2 separate regions of the Hordeum vulgare genome follow, and region 1 is linked to region 2. Evidence: chromatin contacts called from public Hi-C data. All regions are on one chromosome and are shown on one strand. The core of a region is the stretch at or near the end of the contact, and the rest is flanking DNA. Distances in the headings are between cores, read along the strand shown.

Region 1 (3,663 bases), core at 192-2,691, 920 kb before region 2:
GTCTCAGTGCACTCATCTAGAAGTCGTAAAACATTCTGAGGAAAAAGAAGCAGCATGTGGGCACAATATACACCAACCATGCTATGGAGTTTCAATTTAAACTTAAAACACGACTCTCTTAGTGAATAGTTGCTACCCTAAATTGGGGTGTGAATTGGCCCATTATCTCAATTGACAATGTATTTGTCATCTTTGTTTCACAAGTTATGTTTCAAATTTGGATTTGGTAGACGTTGCCACCGTGTCTATGCACTCTATTTTTTTTTTTGAGCTCTTTGAAGTTCTAAACATGGTTGCACCATGACCTACATATATTAAATTACATTTCTATCGCAGAATTCATTTTATTTACAGAAACCTAGTTACTTGTTTGCAACGGGACTATAAGGGCCATGATCAAGAAGGCTTGACAAATACATCAAGACCCTTTGCCCTGAAGCTTCTTAACACTTCCTTTTTACCTCATTCAGTTTATCTTCTCCAAAAGATGCATAGTATAACTCTGTTCTTGTGTTGGATTGAGACGTGGTAGGAGTGTCAGTTGGTTCAATACGCGCAGCAAACTCAGTTTAAGCCTATTAGTCTTTACCATGAGCAGCCTGAGCCTGATGACAAATTAAAACAACATGGGTCATCTACAAAACGTGCGCTAATACTAGGGTGAGAACTGAGAACGTATTCAGAGCACCAGAGCTTTATGGCCCTTACAGCCACTAGCCAGATGACGACTATTTCATCAACCAAATATAATACGGAGTACTTTCTATAAAAAACAAAAATCAGAAACAACCAACTAACTTTTTCTTAATATAAATTCCAAAGGGGCTACTTTTAGCAAGCACGACCAGTCATGCATCAACTCAGAATCTAACCATTTGCTCATAAGATGACCCAATCACTGAAGCTGCATTCTTGCTCCCTCAACTAAATGCAAATCAAGATGAGATAAATGGGCCAAGTAAACACACGAACACTTACCCCATGATATTGACGTGGAGGCGAGCGCTGAACTCTATGAAGAGCTCATACATCTTGCCGAGGTCGGCAGCATTGCCGTGCGAGTACAGTACCGTGAGACTCGCCTTGGGACACCCTACATACATGGCGATAATTTCCGTGCCCCGCCGCGTCCGGAGGCGACGTGCCTCCACCCCCTCCCTCCACGGAACCCCCGTCATCAACACCCTCCTAGAAAGCGCAGCAGCATCACTCCCCGCCGGAGCCACGCCCGGCGGAGGCGGCTCCTCGTCCACCACGCCGTAAGACGGTGGGTCTGGCGGGAAGAAGGCGAACTTAGCGGCCACCGAGGACGTCACACCACCCATATTCGCTGACCTCAGACCTGCGGCGGCAGCGGCATTAGGGTTGAACTCTCCGGTCTGGGGAGGAGGAGGCGCCAGGGAAGGCGTGTGGCCGTGGAAGTCGACTTGTTTCAGGGGCTTTAAAGGAAAAAGATCGGTGCGCGGGCTTCGCTGCCTAGGGGCTATATGGAAGTACTGAATTTACTCAGGGACTCTGTTGTAACTCCTGGAAAGTACAGGGGGTTTACGGAGGGGAGGGGCTCCCTCTTATCAATATACGGAGTATTTGATACGTAGAATCTACCAACATTCCAAAAAAAAAAAAACAGAACCGCTAGCGGAGAATTAGGAGGAGAAATTGCCGGGAGAATTAAAGCAAGGGCGACGCTAGGCAGCCGGCCAGCCCAAATTTCGGTCACGCGTCGCGCGAGAGTGCGATTCAGCCATTTTTTATGCTGGATTTGGTATCTACAACCTATAAGAGCAACTCTAGCAAACCTCGCAAAATTTAAACCCGTAAAACGCATTTACGATTTCACTTAAATCTCGTTTACGGGTCAAAAATGAGCGCGGACAATAAAAACCGTAAACAAAACTGCATAATTTAAAAATATAGTTTCACGAAAATTTCATAGTACATGCTACATAGGTTACATACTACATAGATTACATAAAATGAGCTCAGTCCTCCTCGTCGGAGCTGCCGAGGTCGATGCACATCGCCTTCTCCTCTTCGCGGATGCGTCGCCACTCGTCGTCCTTCTCCTTGGCAGTGATGTTGGCCTCGACCGCCTGCCGCCACTGGAGGTCTTCGATCTCCTCATCGTGGCGCCGACGCTCCGCCTCCTCGTGCAAACTGCGTTCGGCAATGGTTGCCGCAACGGCTTTCACGTCGACGACGAAGTCCTTCGGCCCGACGACTCCGCGGCGGTTGAGCTCCTCGGGCTCCTCCTTGACGGCGACGACGTCCTCTGGCTCCTCCGACCACTGCCTCTTCACAGCGAGAAGGGGCGAGCCCGAGGAGGAGCCCGTGGCGACCTGCCGACGGTCGTACTCCTCCGTCTCCCGGACGCGGAAGCTCGCCGGCGACGAAATGTTGCGGTTGGTCCACCTCCGGGCCCCGCGCTTCCTCGCGGCGTCCGACCGGACGCGCCGCTCGCGCTCCGGGTCGCTTCCGCCGCCGGAGCCGCGTCCAGAACTCCACATTGCGGCTGAAGGCGAGGGAGGTGGTCGCCGACGACGAGAAATGTGGGGAAGGGGTGGGGAATCGCGGGGGCTCGGCGACGGCGGGGGATAGGGTTTCGACCCACAAACGCACCGCGAAACCGTAGATATAGTGATCGGGGCGTGCGTTTTGCAGGCCGCGGTAAAAAAATTTACGGGCGGGGCGAGTATGCGGGATCTGTTCTGGACGAAAAAATGAGCCTAACCCGCATAGTCGCCGGACTTTTGCGGGGTCTGCTAGAGTTGCTCTAAAAAGGAAACCCCTAAAAAGAACGATGACATATCCAACTATAAATATAGGAAAAATCTAATTGATAGTGTGCGCACGGTTGCGTGCTGCGTTGCCGTGCGGCGGGCAGACTGACCCATCTAATCTAAGCATATCGCGTGTTAGATTAGGAAGGAAAAAAGAGATTTGCATGCTACAGACAACGTGCGATTTCCTTTGATGTTTGAAATTCAAAAAAAAATTGTCTACAAAATCGTTAATTCAATCGATGATCCGCTTTTACTATTGGCTTTCTCGCGACGAGTTCTTCGAAACTAGATCCCATGTCGATATGTTTCGTCAACTATTTTTTTTTCGTTCGTACTTGCCACATTTTTTGACCCACTTGCCATATTATTAACCACTTACTTGCCTCAAAAAAATAACTTGATTGTCACTTTTTAATGTTTGTTTCATACAAAAGCCTTGTAACAGATTTTATTATACATGATATAAAAGCATGTCATTGACTGTGTTTGCCAATTTAAAATATATCAACTTGTCATATTTACATACAACTTTGTCAGAAAACTATTTTTGTATGCTTATTAATTTAACTATGCCGAGTTCTCATATTTACAAACGATGACCAAAAAGTATTTTTTATGGTTATTGGTTTTAAATATGTTGAGTTGTCATATTTTTACGCGTAATCGTCTAAAAAAGTTATTTGTCTTTGTCAGTTTGATTATGTCGAGATGCCATATTTATTCACAATTTCTAAAAATATGACGATTAAGTTATTTTTTATCACACAAGTAAGTAATTACTAATATGACAAGTAGTACAACAAATGTGGTAAGTACAAGCAAAAAAAATATTGTCGAAACATGTCGACATGGGTTCTAGTTTTGAAGATTTCGTCGAAAC
Region 2 (3,867 bases), core at 1,105-3,604:
CGGCGAGGCCCAACCGCCCAAGCACAAGCCTGGCAGCATGGCAACCTCTAGCTCGTGCGCTACCCAGTAGCCACGCTCAGCATTTAGTCCCACCTCGCTCCGCGAGCAACGATGAGATGGCTTGACGTCTATAAAAGGAGGGGCGACGAGAACAAACATCTCATATCTTCGGTTGTTCAACACACAACCAAGCAAACTTCGGTTATTTCCGTTTAACCGAAAACTGATCAGTTTCTAAACGAAAAAACTGAATATTAAATGATTTTTATTTGGAAACTGAAACCGAACCTGAAACCCGAAAAAACAATAATTTCGGTTCGGTTTGGTTTTTGGTTGTCGGTTCGGTTTTGCACAGGCTGACCCTGGCCCTCCTTCGGTGATCCCGAAGGTTCTGTTTCGTTGATTCTTTTATATATTTTTTTTGGATTTTTTGGGTTTTAAAAAATTGGGGAAAACCCCCTGCAAAAAAGACATCAGCAGACAAAAACTGGCACTGGGTGTACTGAGTTAGTTGCGCTCGGCGTAGGATTAGGATGCCGCCATCGCAACACAAACGAGTTGCTTGTTGCAAACACGAAAGACGTTGCAACCGCACATTGCAACGCTAGTGGGTCGCCCCATTGCAACACATACGATGTTCGGGTCGATCATTCCAAACCCCGATGACGTTAGCAGTCACCTCACTGCAAGACGAATGATGTTATGGTCAGCCATTAGCGGGTGACATTAGTTGTCTCCCGATTGCAACAAAAATGATGTTGCAATTGCCCTCCGCAAATGAACGACATAAGTGGTCTCGCGATTGCAACACATACGATGTTGCGGTTAGCCATTCCAAACACGAGTGATGTTAGCGGTCGCCCATTGCAAGCGAATGACATTAGCGGTTGTTCTATTGCAACACCGAATTGATGTTGCGGTAGCCTATTGTAAATTGTAAACACAGGCGACGTTGTGGTCGCTCTAACATTAGTGATAGCTCCATTGCAACACAGACGATGTCGTGATCGCGCCATTGCAACACTACCGATGCAACGTCAATAAAACCTTGCAGCGGTATGGGTTCCCACTTACAAAGGTGGTGGCGCATGACACTTGCAACGCACCATCCCGGCTCGTGGTAGTGCCAATTAGCCTTTGCAACACACCCTCTCGACTACGCCAACTATAATATGTAGTGGTGCAGATCTTGCAACGTTTGACGGATGGGCTTGTAGTGTCATGTGTCTCACTTGCAGCACCGACGACCGACCTCACAACATCGTGCATCTAGCTTACATAAGTGACATGCGGTCAATAATATAAAACGAGTTTGCATTAATGATGCTTGAGTGAGCTGCAATAACAAAATGTAGCCACGTATCTCCATGAAAAGTGTGTGCTGGCTATCAAAGAAAGCATTAGGCTGGTTGTAATGGGTAGTATCATATACTAGTATCATGCATATGATACCACAATCGTTATGCATAGTACTATCATATGTTAGTACTCCATCCGTCACGGTTTAGAAGGCATGCTTGGAAAATCTCTAGGACCAAGGTAGTCACCGATTGGTTGTGAGATGTAGCAGGTGTAGATGCTAATGCGCCTAATCAACTGAGAAAATACTAATACTAATGTGTGAGCAACGAATTGGGAGGGCACATGCATGAATAATACTAGTACTAGTTAATAGGAGTAATTGCTTTCGTGCTTTAAACCTGGTCTATTTTGGAAACGCACGCATGTGCCTTCTAAACCGTGACGGAGGGAGTATCATAGGATGGTTCATTTATTGTCATGCAAGACACATAGTAGTACATCATTTAGTATGATACGGTATCATGATATGATACTCAAACCTCTATTTCTTCATTTAATTTTATGACACCTTATCAAAATTGTCTAGTTGGCATACATAATACTACCTATGATACTAACATTACGGGGCAGCCTTAGCTTGCTAGTGCCAAATCCTTTGATTTCGTGCTTCTTCGTGTTGTTATTTAACTATGTAATAAAAGCATTGCGTGTGTGAAGTAAAAGTAAAAAACAACTGAAAATAAACAGTCACGTAAAGCACCGTGTTGAGACAGCTTCACGATTTCAGGTTGCCATGCACAACATCTGAGACTCTGGATGGGCGTGGTTCAGGAATCGGATCGGGTCGAAGAGTGATGAAATCAAAAAATCACCCGCGGACTATTTTAAAGTTTTTCTCAAAAACCGCATGGCGCTCCTCTTCACCCACCCACTCCGCTTAGAAACCGCAACAGCCACACACGAGCGTTTTTGGGGACGGTGGGGTCGATTGTAGACGCCCCCCCCCCCCCCCCCCATCCCCCCCGTGTTTTAAAACCGCAGCTGCTCCTCCTCCCCACCTTCCCCTCCTGCATCCACCCACTCCCCACTCCGCCAAGAAACAGCAACAGCCACACGCCCACGCGCACACACCAGATCGTCGACAGCGATGGCAGCGGCAGCGGGAACGAGGGAGGAGATGGTCTACATGGCGAAGCTGGCGGAGCAGGCCGAGCGGTACGAGGAGATGGTCGAGTTCATGGAGAGGGTCGTGGCAGCGACGGGGACCGGCGAGCTCAGCGTCGAGGAGAGGAACCTGCTTTCAGTAGCGTACAAGAACGTCATCGGGGCGCGTCGTGCTTCCTGGCGCATCGTGTCCTCCATCGAGCAGAAGGAGGAAGGGCGCGGAGCTGCGGGGCACGCCGCCGCGGCGCGCGGGTACCGCGCACGTGTCGAGGCCGAACTCTCCAACATCTGCGCGGGGATCCTCCGTCTCCTCGACGAACGCCTAGTCCCCGCCGCCGCCGCCGTCGATGCCAAGGTATTCTACCTGAAGATGAAGGGAGACTACCACCGCTACCTCGCGGAGTTCAAGTCGGCCGCCGAGCGCAAGGATGCCGCCGACTCCACCCTCGGTGCCTACCAGGCCGCTCAGGTATCCCCTATCTTTTAACTAGCTTTTCTCCCTTCCTCTGATGAGCGGTTTGACTTTTTTTTTTTTTGGATCTTGGGTGGTTCCTTGCTCTAGGACATAGCCATGAAGGAGCTGCCACCGACTCACCCCATCAGGCTGGGCCTCGCGCTCAACTTCTCTGTGTTCTACTACGAGATCCTCAACTCGCCTGATCGCGCGTGCTCGCTCGCCAAGCAGGTACTTCGCTGTTACTCTCTCACCTTCCGAGCAAGTTTACTAGTTCATGAACTTTGGGCAGTTCTATAACTTGGCACAGATCAGAGTCGCGGAAGATGCTAGAGCACCATTTGTTTCTCCTTTTCTCCAATGCACTGCATATACAATGTTTTTCATTTCATATGAAGTAGATTCTTGTGCAGCTTAGGGAGTGGACATATTCTAATTGTTTGCATCCGCATATATATGATTAATTTTCATGTGAAATAGTTGTAGATTCTTACGCTGCTTAGGTAGTAGAATGTTCTTCAGTTACAATCACTTTCGGCAATATTGAGCTGCTTTGCATATTTGGTCATTTTTTTTGCGGGGATATACTTGTATTCATCAAACAGTAGGGTTACAATCAGATTCACAAACTTTTTATGCCTCATCAGGTCTTGAACCAACCAAACAGCCGTGCGGCTCTGAACCCTACCATAACTTGCCATAGAATGGGTTATAACGGGAGAGAAAATAACACACGCTCTTAAGCCAATAACCATGACTCAAGACCCAAATAGGTCCACGTCCTTTATTTTCACATGGCATCACATTTGTGTTGCTGACCGTGGCCTCAGTGTTCACACAATGAAAACGTATTTGAAAGTGGTCAGTCCTAAGGCGTCTCTCTCTCACGCACACTTGCTCGGAATAAGATGAGAAATATGTTATTTTCCCGTGAGGTTTTTCAGAGG

Evidence for each region. A called contact is a pair of places that touch in the nucleus more often than the background predicts.
Region 1: a contact with region 2 is called in a Hi-C map of leaf, with 5 times the contacts expected there. The contact joins the promoter of LOC123407807 here to the promoter of LOC123413622 in region 2. A contact is called at or near these places in 2 of 6 Hi-C or Micro-C datasets (both in leaf).

What each region holds. Positions count from the first base shown.
Region 1 is chr7H:281,502,370-281,506,032 of MorexV3_pseudomolecules_assembly, reverse strand. It overlaps LOC123407807 (alpha/beta hydrolase domain-containing protein 17B-like), which reads right to left and starts at 1,441. Exons shown (of 7, transcript XM_045101033.1): 1 at 979-1,441. The coding sequence starts at 1,325.
Region 2 is chr7H:280,578,355-280,582,221 of MorexV3_pseudomolecules_assembly, reverse strand. It overlaps LOC123413622 (14-3-3-like protein GF14-A), which reads left to right and starts at 2,354. Exons shown (of 4, transcript XM_045106559.1): 1 at 2,354-2,935; 2 at 3,029-3,151. The coding sequence starts at 2,450.